2 separate regions of the Mus musculus genome follow, and region 2 is linked to region 1. Evidence: chromatin contacts called from public Hi-C data. All regions are on one chromosome and are shown on one strand. Each heading gives the region's core, a stretch centred on a gene start, on an enhancer-like site or on the middle of the called end of the contact. The rest is flanking DNA. Distances are from core to core; before and after follow the strand shown. Region 1 has its middle 29 kb from the start of Pou4f2. Region 2 overlaps Slc10a7 (solute carrier family 10 (sodium/bile acid cotransporter family), member 7).

Region 1 (3,852 bases), core at 896-3,395:
AAATCTTTCTTGGATAGCAATTACACATTTTCAGAAATTCTGTGGTATTTTGAAATATTTGAGCAAGAGATAATTATGGAAACATACAAAATGCAAAGAACAGGGCTTTCACTTTTTATTTTGAAAAACAGAAAAGAGAGGAAAACCCTGCGGACCTGCATGCTGCTTGGGACAATCCAGAGGTTGGGCTGGTGAAATTTATTTTATTTGGTTCCTGAAACCATCTTGTGTACAATAGATGAAGACATTAGAAGTCATCAATTAGTGCTGAAGAGATAGCCCAGTGGTTAAGATCATTGACTGTTCTTCCAGAGGTCCTAAGTTCAATTCCCAGCAACTACATGGTGGCTCATAACCATCTGTAATGGGATATGATGACCTCTTCTAGAGTGTCTGAAGACAGCTACAGTGTACTTATAATAAATGAAATAAATGAAATTGGAGGAGGAAGAAGAGGAGGAGGAGGGAGAGGAGGAGGAGGCTAGGGAAATGGCTCAGCAATTAAGAGCACTGACTGCTTCTGTAGAAGGCCTGTGTTGATTCCCAGTACCTACATGATAGCTTACAACCACTCATAATTCCAGGTCCAGGGATCCAGTACTGCTTTCCGATCTCTATAGCACTAGCTACACACACACACACACACACACACACACACACACACACACACACACACACACAAACACACATGCAGGCAAACAGTTGTTGCCAAATAATAAAAATAAATGGATTTAAAAAATTGTTATTATTTTTATTTTAATTTTCTCCAAATGTAATATTTTTATTAATTATTTGTGAATTTTATTCAATATACCCCATCATGCTTGCTTCCCAGTCCTCCCAGGCTCACCTTTCCCCCTTGAACCCTCCCAAACAAAAACAAAGACAAGAACCCCCCACCCCAAATCCAATTGGTGTTACCCATGTACCCATTGTAGCATAAGCAAGCTCCCAGTGGCCAGCCCCTTAAAGATAACTGAGGTCTGCTCCCCCAACCAGAATTGATTAGCTGTGAATACATTTTTTAAAGGACTCTCTTAATAGCTTCCTGTCTGAACTGTTTCCTTTTTTTGAGGGGGGGGGGGTGAGTCACAGAAGCCTTCAATGTCTCTCATTCTCGTTTATGAGTGGGTAGTTATCAATACCACTGCAAAAGGAGCATCTGTGCTCGTAGCAGCTGGATCGTGGACACCAGCATCTTTTCCGGTGGCAGCATGGATCGTGGACATCAGCCTAGCTCCCTAGGAGCAAGGATCATGAGCATCACCAACACAGATCTTTTTTTTTTAAGTCACTGACTATATTCTCATTACCTGAAAGCACATGCTCTTAACACACTTCATTCTATTTGCTATAATGAACATGCAAATAAAACCAAACATGTCGCTTTTCTCTACTGTTTGACTTGGGATGTGGAAGGCTGAGCATCAATGGTGGAAGTCACAATGACTTCCTTTCCAGTAGACTTCTCTGGAGGAGGCTGAGAGCACTTGGAGTCCATGAGTTCTAGTTGTCCATCATCTGAATATGAAGGGCAGAAGCAGGTAGAAAACCCCAGATACCTTTGAATGGCTCAGACATTTCAATTCACATGTTCTCTACATAGAGCTATCTAGCTGGCAAGTCTCCCTTCACCCCAAGCAGGAGCAGCCCTTGCTCATTGACGTCTTAAACATTATCCAAGATCCCAAAGGACTTGTTAGAATTGTCACGGTCTCTAGCCATGAATAAGAATGATTTCAGATATGGTCTTTCTCTTATACTTCATGCTTCATGGGATTAATTGAACTGAAGAGCCAGGGCTACTAAGTGGTTGCCAGTAACAAGTAGAATTCTTAATTTTTTTAAGGAACTGTATTAAGTATATTCAGTTCTGACATGCTGGTTTTATTTAAATGGTTGAAACTTTTTAAATATTAGCATAGGTATGCCTTGATTAAATATCCTGGCGGGGTGGGGAGATCTCCTGGCAATGAAGTTAACATATGAAGAAAATATCCTGCAGCTACCACATATAGTAGATATGCCTGGTGTCTGTTTGAATACTTGATATGGCACATGATCCAGACCTGGGAACACATGCATTCAGCTATTTGGAGGATGAAGTGGGAAGATAGTGAGTCCTGGGAATGTCTGGCATTCAGGGCTAGTTCAAGGTCAGTTTGTGGAATTTTGTAAGATCCTGTCTCAAAGGAAAGAACACTGTGTCAGAGTATTACAAGATGAACAAAGCCAAAGAGGTATGATTGACAGCCTGTCCTTGTGGGAGTTGCTAATGTTGTGAATCTGATGTTATGTCACTTGCTGGATTCTTGGGAAGATGATCAAGAAAGAGGCTTTGAGTGTGTTAAGTAGGGAAGTCAGGGCTCATGCCCCAAACAAGCAGAGCATGGTGGGTTCATGGGGCAGTTATTTTATGGTGGCCTTGAAGCTCTTGCCAATTTGGTGGCACTGAGGCCTGGGCCTCACCATGTAGCTCAGTTAGTTACTATCAGGATAGACAGCAGGAAGTCCACACAACCTTCTACCAGCATGAGCAAAGTAGCTCCCTCCAATTAAGAGAGCGTGTTTAATTGTGTTTCCTGATATTTACTCATCTGTCTCTTGAAAGCACATTCTCACAGGATTGGAGAACAGGGCACACACGATTCCTTCTGAGTAGCCAGGTGACTGAATGCCTCATGGAAGCAAACTTTGAAGAACATTGCTTGAGAATCTCCCTTTTGTGGCTTGGATTGGAAAGACAGATCATTTCTGAGCTGAGTTTGCAACGTTTCATGGGGGATGAGGTGATCACCTCAAATAGATATCCCTATGACTCTTTAAGATGGAGGTCACGCTCAGGATTGGCCTTCAAGTGTCACCCGGTCCATGAGATGGCTCCTGCTGCTGAGTGATCTCTCCACAGGGCACCTCTGCTGTCAGGGCCACCCACTGTCTTCCTTAATGATGCTTTTTCATAGAAAACATTAGCCATAAACTGAGGAGCTTAGGGCTGGGAACACCTTCCTTTCAGGGACAATGACACTCAGGAGGTGGAAGAAAGGGAAAGCCTTTGAAGTCGGAGAACAAGATAGGATTCCACTCCATCTCTCCAAACCAGATAGGCTTCCTCTCACCCGAGAGTCAGAAAAGATAAAGTGATTCAAAATCCAGCTCTGTCCTGGGCCTCTAGGCATGGCTGCAGCAGAACTGTCACCATCCCCATCTGGGTATGCAAATGAGTCCTCTCCACTAAACTCCCAGAGAGCACAGCGTCTGGGCCACGAGTGGAACCACCCAGTCATGAGCAGGCTTTTCCTCTGAGCACTGTGAGCAGGGTCTATTCCAGCAGAAGAAGGTTTGACTTAAAAGGCAATTAAAAATGAAGCAATATATTTTTTTAAAAAAATGTTCTCAAGTTAGCACACAATAAGCTGAGATTGAAATTGGTCTCCGTTGCTGAATTTAAAAAAAAGAGAGAAACATTTAAGTTGATAGTTTTTGAAAAATGGTATAAATGGTAGGGAGAAGGTTGTGCACTTCTGACCTCATTGCTGGGCAGCCTGGAATGAGCAATTTTCAGGCATGCGTCATCTGCCTCAGTGCAAATCATAGGACTGAAACATTTGTTTGCTTATAAGCCCTTATGACTGCTTAAGATGTTAATGGGCAAGACTGGGGAGATGGGGCAGTGGGTAAGAATACTTCCTGGCCAGACATGGGAACTTGGGTTCAGATCCCTAGCATCATGTAAGAAATGTCAGCACCAGATTGGAAGAGGAGACAGGCACAGCACTGGGGTCGCTGGCTACCAGCCTAGACAAATAGCCAGCAAGCTCTAGGTTCCTTGAGAGAACCTGTCTCAAGGCA
Region 2 (3,852 bases), core at 943-3,442, 120 kb before region 1:
AAGGTTTCCCAGCATTAGAGGCTCTTTCTGTGATAAGGTAGAGCACTGTCTCCCTGGTGCCCTGTGGATCTCCACAGTGTCCCATCTAAGATTCACAGCACCTCCCAACAGCTGCACCCTAGGGACTTTCAAACCCTTAACACACACTGGAAATCATTCACTATCTGAAGTATCCCACAACTTAAAGCTCATCAACAATCACGTACTAAGCAATGCAATGTGACTCAGCAATGACAAGGTTCGCTGATGCACCTGGTAACAGGACAAGAGCCACAAAAGGGAAAATCACAAAGGGAAGGTAGGTAGCCAGCCTCCTCTGGAAAGATGGACAGGTCCCTCTGGAATAAGCAAAGGGACACATTCAGTGTTGGGAGCTCAGCTGAGAGAAGGGCTGAGAACAAAGAGGCACAAAAGAACCTCTGACCAAATAGAAATCACCTTATCCTAGACTGCCACAACATACATGGGTTCGCTTGTCAGAGCTCAGAACTGAACACCCAACATGGGCAAATATTAATACCCAAAAGGGATATTGGCAAGAAAATTTGAACTTTCTGCCAACAATAATAAAACAAATGGTCAATCAGAGATAGTTACAGTGGAAGAATAGATTACCCTTGGTAGGTGTGTGCTTGGAGGATGAAAACTAAGATGAGAACTGTGCGCCCATTAAGAACCAAGGGTTGCAGGGCTGAAAGCCCAGTTCTATAGCAGTTCTAGTAGCTTGAATCCAAATTAAGAAAACTTAATCTTGGTTTTAAACAACTTCGAGGGACATGTTTCTAAAGAGGACCTTTATAAACATCCAGAGTACGTAATGTATATTATTTATTACTGGGCAAAAAGATTTTGGAGCAAATACTTTTTTAGTTTGGAAATGATGACATTATAAAAATTAATGGTATTTGTTAATGGGTAATAAAATAACTCTAGTCAATTGGCTAGTTCTACACTAGTAGATTTCTTTAAATAGTAATGAAATCATTGCTTAAAAAAATCCATCATTATTAAAAAAAAAAAAAATGGCCTCAACCTCCACCAAAATTAGATTTGTAAGTTGCTGGTCATCCCCATAATTAAATCCACGTCACAAATCTGCAAGAAAAATGGCCACTGTGACTAATGCATTTAAGGCTTCACCAGTCCCAACAGGCTACAGGAGCACTGTGCTGCTAAAGTGGACTTGAGAGACGTTCTGCGCATTTTTATTAAATAACAAGACCACTTTTTAATTTCCATTGGCTAATTCAGATAAGAGTGTGAGCCCGTCCTCCTCCCTAAGCAGGGGAGCATCTTCTTATCCTGGCCTGCCTGGCCTTGGACACACTTGGCTAGTGTTGGACAAGCACTGTACAGAGAAGGATCTGAGAGAGACAGGCACGCACCCCACTGCCGGAATCCATGAGTCTGGATTTTTCCTTGTCTGTCTCAAGGAGTTCTAACCTGTTTCTTGACGAAGTGATTTAGAAACCCAAAAGCACAGTGTATCAAGGGACTCAGTGGACACAAGGAGAGAATTAGAGAATAGGCTGACTCAGACACAGGCAAATTCTCCCTGTAATGGTGCTAATTCCATCTTTCGGAGAGGAGAGGGTGGGCAGGCAAGAGACAGCCTGTGTAGGCTGCAGGATTATCTGTGAAGTTACAGCAGCTTTTTCCTGTGTGATTTAATATCTGCTACCTCTAGTCATAACAAGATAGCCTTTTATTTATAGTGTTGCTGTGAATTTGGGGGCTTGAGATAAATTCAAATTTTAAAAGTGGGTCTGATTTAACAAAGAGCACGCTGACATGGCAAGGCCCATAATGGAGGCGGGGTGCTGGGAACCAGCACTGGGGGCGGCCCTGACTTCCTGCCGCTTCATGCTTTTACTGTAGCTTTTCTCCACATACTTATTTATGTGCTGTGCTTTTGCTTCAGTGTCTAGAACCACGCAGTGCACTAACAGGGCTCTGAGGACATTCAAGGTAATTTTCTCTTGTGTGAAGGAAGCTCTGGGTGAGAAGCTGCAGCCTTCCCTGGATCTGCAGAGCTCTGGAGCTTGGGACCGACATCCTGCAGCCAGAGCCAAATTATCTTGGGCCATCTTTAGTGCCCTTAATAGTTCTTTATTGTTCCTCCTTGTGTGGGAGCTACTCTCTTTGGGCCAATGAGTGAGGTAAGTCCTTCGGAATGTACAGAAACCTAGCCCTCCCCCACCTCTAAAACCAGAAGGTTAAGATGACATCAGAGGCATCTGAGGCCAACAGCAGAGAGGAAGCCTATTTGCTGCAACTAATCTACCTAATGTGTTTAGGAAGTGTTTTATTTATGATTTTTCTGTGTCCTTGTTATTATAAAAGCTTTATGAAACTGCTTCCATATTGAAATGTGGGATTTGTGGAGCCCTAAGTCTGTGTTCCTGGTCCTCTATCACTCATATTTGGCTTTAGAATCAACTTGTGTTCCCTTTGGGTGAGCTCTGTGTTTTGTGTCACGCTGTTAAATGAACCAGTGGTAATACTTTGTCACTGTGTGTGTAAGCTAGGATCCACTCTGTTGGCTGAGACAGGGTCACTTACTTCCTGGTCTGTAACTCAAATGTAGGGTAGGCTGGTTAGCCAGCAAGCCCCATGCACCCTCCTGTATCTGTGGTCCTGAGCTTGGAATTTGAGCACAGAGCACAGTATCTGGCCCACCTGAGCCTCAGTTTGTGTGGCTAGACTAAGCTAATCAGCACGACTAGTCAAACTAGCCAGCAATCCAGCCTTCAGGATGTCTGTTAGTCCCAACAGGTGGTATGCTCCTTGCTGTAAAGGGAAACATCTGGAAAACAAGCTGTAAAGGCAAAGTCCTTTCAAAAGTCTTGATCGTGTGACATCCAAGCTACAAGGATGAGTTTGAAATGGTGCTGTGCAGGGTGGCACTAGCCACCTGGAAACAAGGATGCTTGTTTGTTCTTGTTGTGGATGGCCCTGGAGTTGTTTGTATTTTGATGTTAATTCCATTTACCCTGGAGGGGCTGTCTGGATGAGTACTCAGGTGACTTCTTGTGACCTATCCCCTAATGAATAAAGGAGCCAATCACTGAACGAGTAGGCAGGACTTTTGGTTGGATGGAGGAAGAGAGGAAGCTGGAGAGAGTTAGGGGCTTTGGGGATGGGGATAGCAAGAGAGCAAGATATTGGGGATAGCGAGAGAGCAAGATATAGCTACCAGACTTAATGGCAAATATGCCAGTATTTGCCACAGAGGATTTAGATTTATCATGGCTTACAAGAATAGGATTCTAGTTGCCATGCCAGTGATTGAGTTACCATTGTTTCTGAACTAATAAGTTTGTGTGGTGTTTTCCTTTACACAGTGGTTCAACTGGGTTTGAGAGAGAAAGGGATGGCAGAAAAGCATGGGTTTGCCAGATGTGAACCACAACGGCTGTGGGGGTTTTGAAGCATGGGGCTGGCATGGTAACAACCCTCCCACCATAGGAACTTAGTGAGCTGGGTGAACAGATTTTGGAGCTCTGGGCCACAGAGTCTGCTGAGATGAGAACACTCGGCTGGAGCCATGTGGCCCACCAGTGCCTGGTGTTCCTTGGGAAGTTCCAGTTTTTTTTAATATTTCCAGCAACATGTTCAGGCATTAAAGTTTAATGAAAATCAAGTAAGTTGTGAACTTTGATGGGTAAACCAAGATTCCAAGTGAATAATTTGGATTGGTTAAAATCAACATCATAATTAATAATGAGCAAAATGACCTCCGTATACATGAACTAAATACATGCTAGACTTAAGTAAAAGAAGGGAGGGAAGGAGGAAGGGAGGGGAGAGAGAGAGAGAAAGAGGAAGGAAGGAAGGAAGGAAGGAAGGAAG

The links. A called contact is a pair of places that touch in the nucleus more often than the background predicts.
Region 2: a contact with region 1 is called in a Hi-C map of Sertoli cells, with 2.3 times the contacts expected there. The contact joins two enhancer-like sites. A contact is called at or near these places in 2 of 484 Hi-C or Micro-C datasets (Sertoli cells and embryonic stem cells) and 4 of 9 other capture datasets (adipose tissue, embryonic stem cells, liver and 1 more).

Annotation. Positions count from the first base shown.
Region 1 is chr8:78,463,869-78,467,720 of GRCm38.p6, reverse strand. No RefSeq gene overlaps it. Among named protein-coding and RNA genes, the nearest start is that of Pou4f2, 29 kb to the right of the region's middle. Within about 2 kb of position 2,145, at least 12 of the 459 cell types and tissues checked have an H3K27ac peak or open chromatin away from gene starts, as enhancers often do. A contact at or near this core is called in Sertoli cells, where this site is marked.
Region 2 is chr8:78,583,336-78,587,187 of GRCm38.p6, reverse strand. All of the region lies in intron 5 of Slc10a7 (solute carrier family 10 (sodium/bile acid cotransporter family), member 7), which reads right to left. Among named protein-coding and RNA genes, the nearest start is that of Slc10a7, 76 kb to the right of the region's middle. Within about 2 kb of position 2,192, at least 63 of the 459 cell types and tissues checked have an H3K27ac peak or open chromatin away from gene starts, as enhancers often do. A contact at or near this core is called in Sertoli cells, where this site is marked.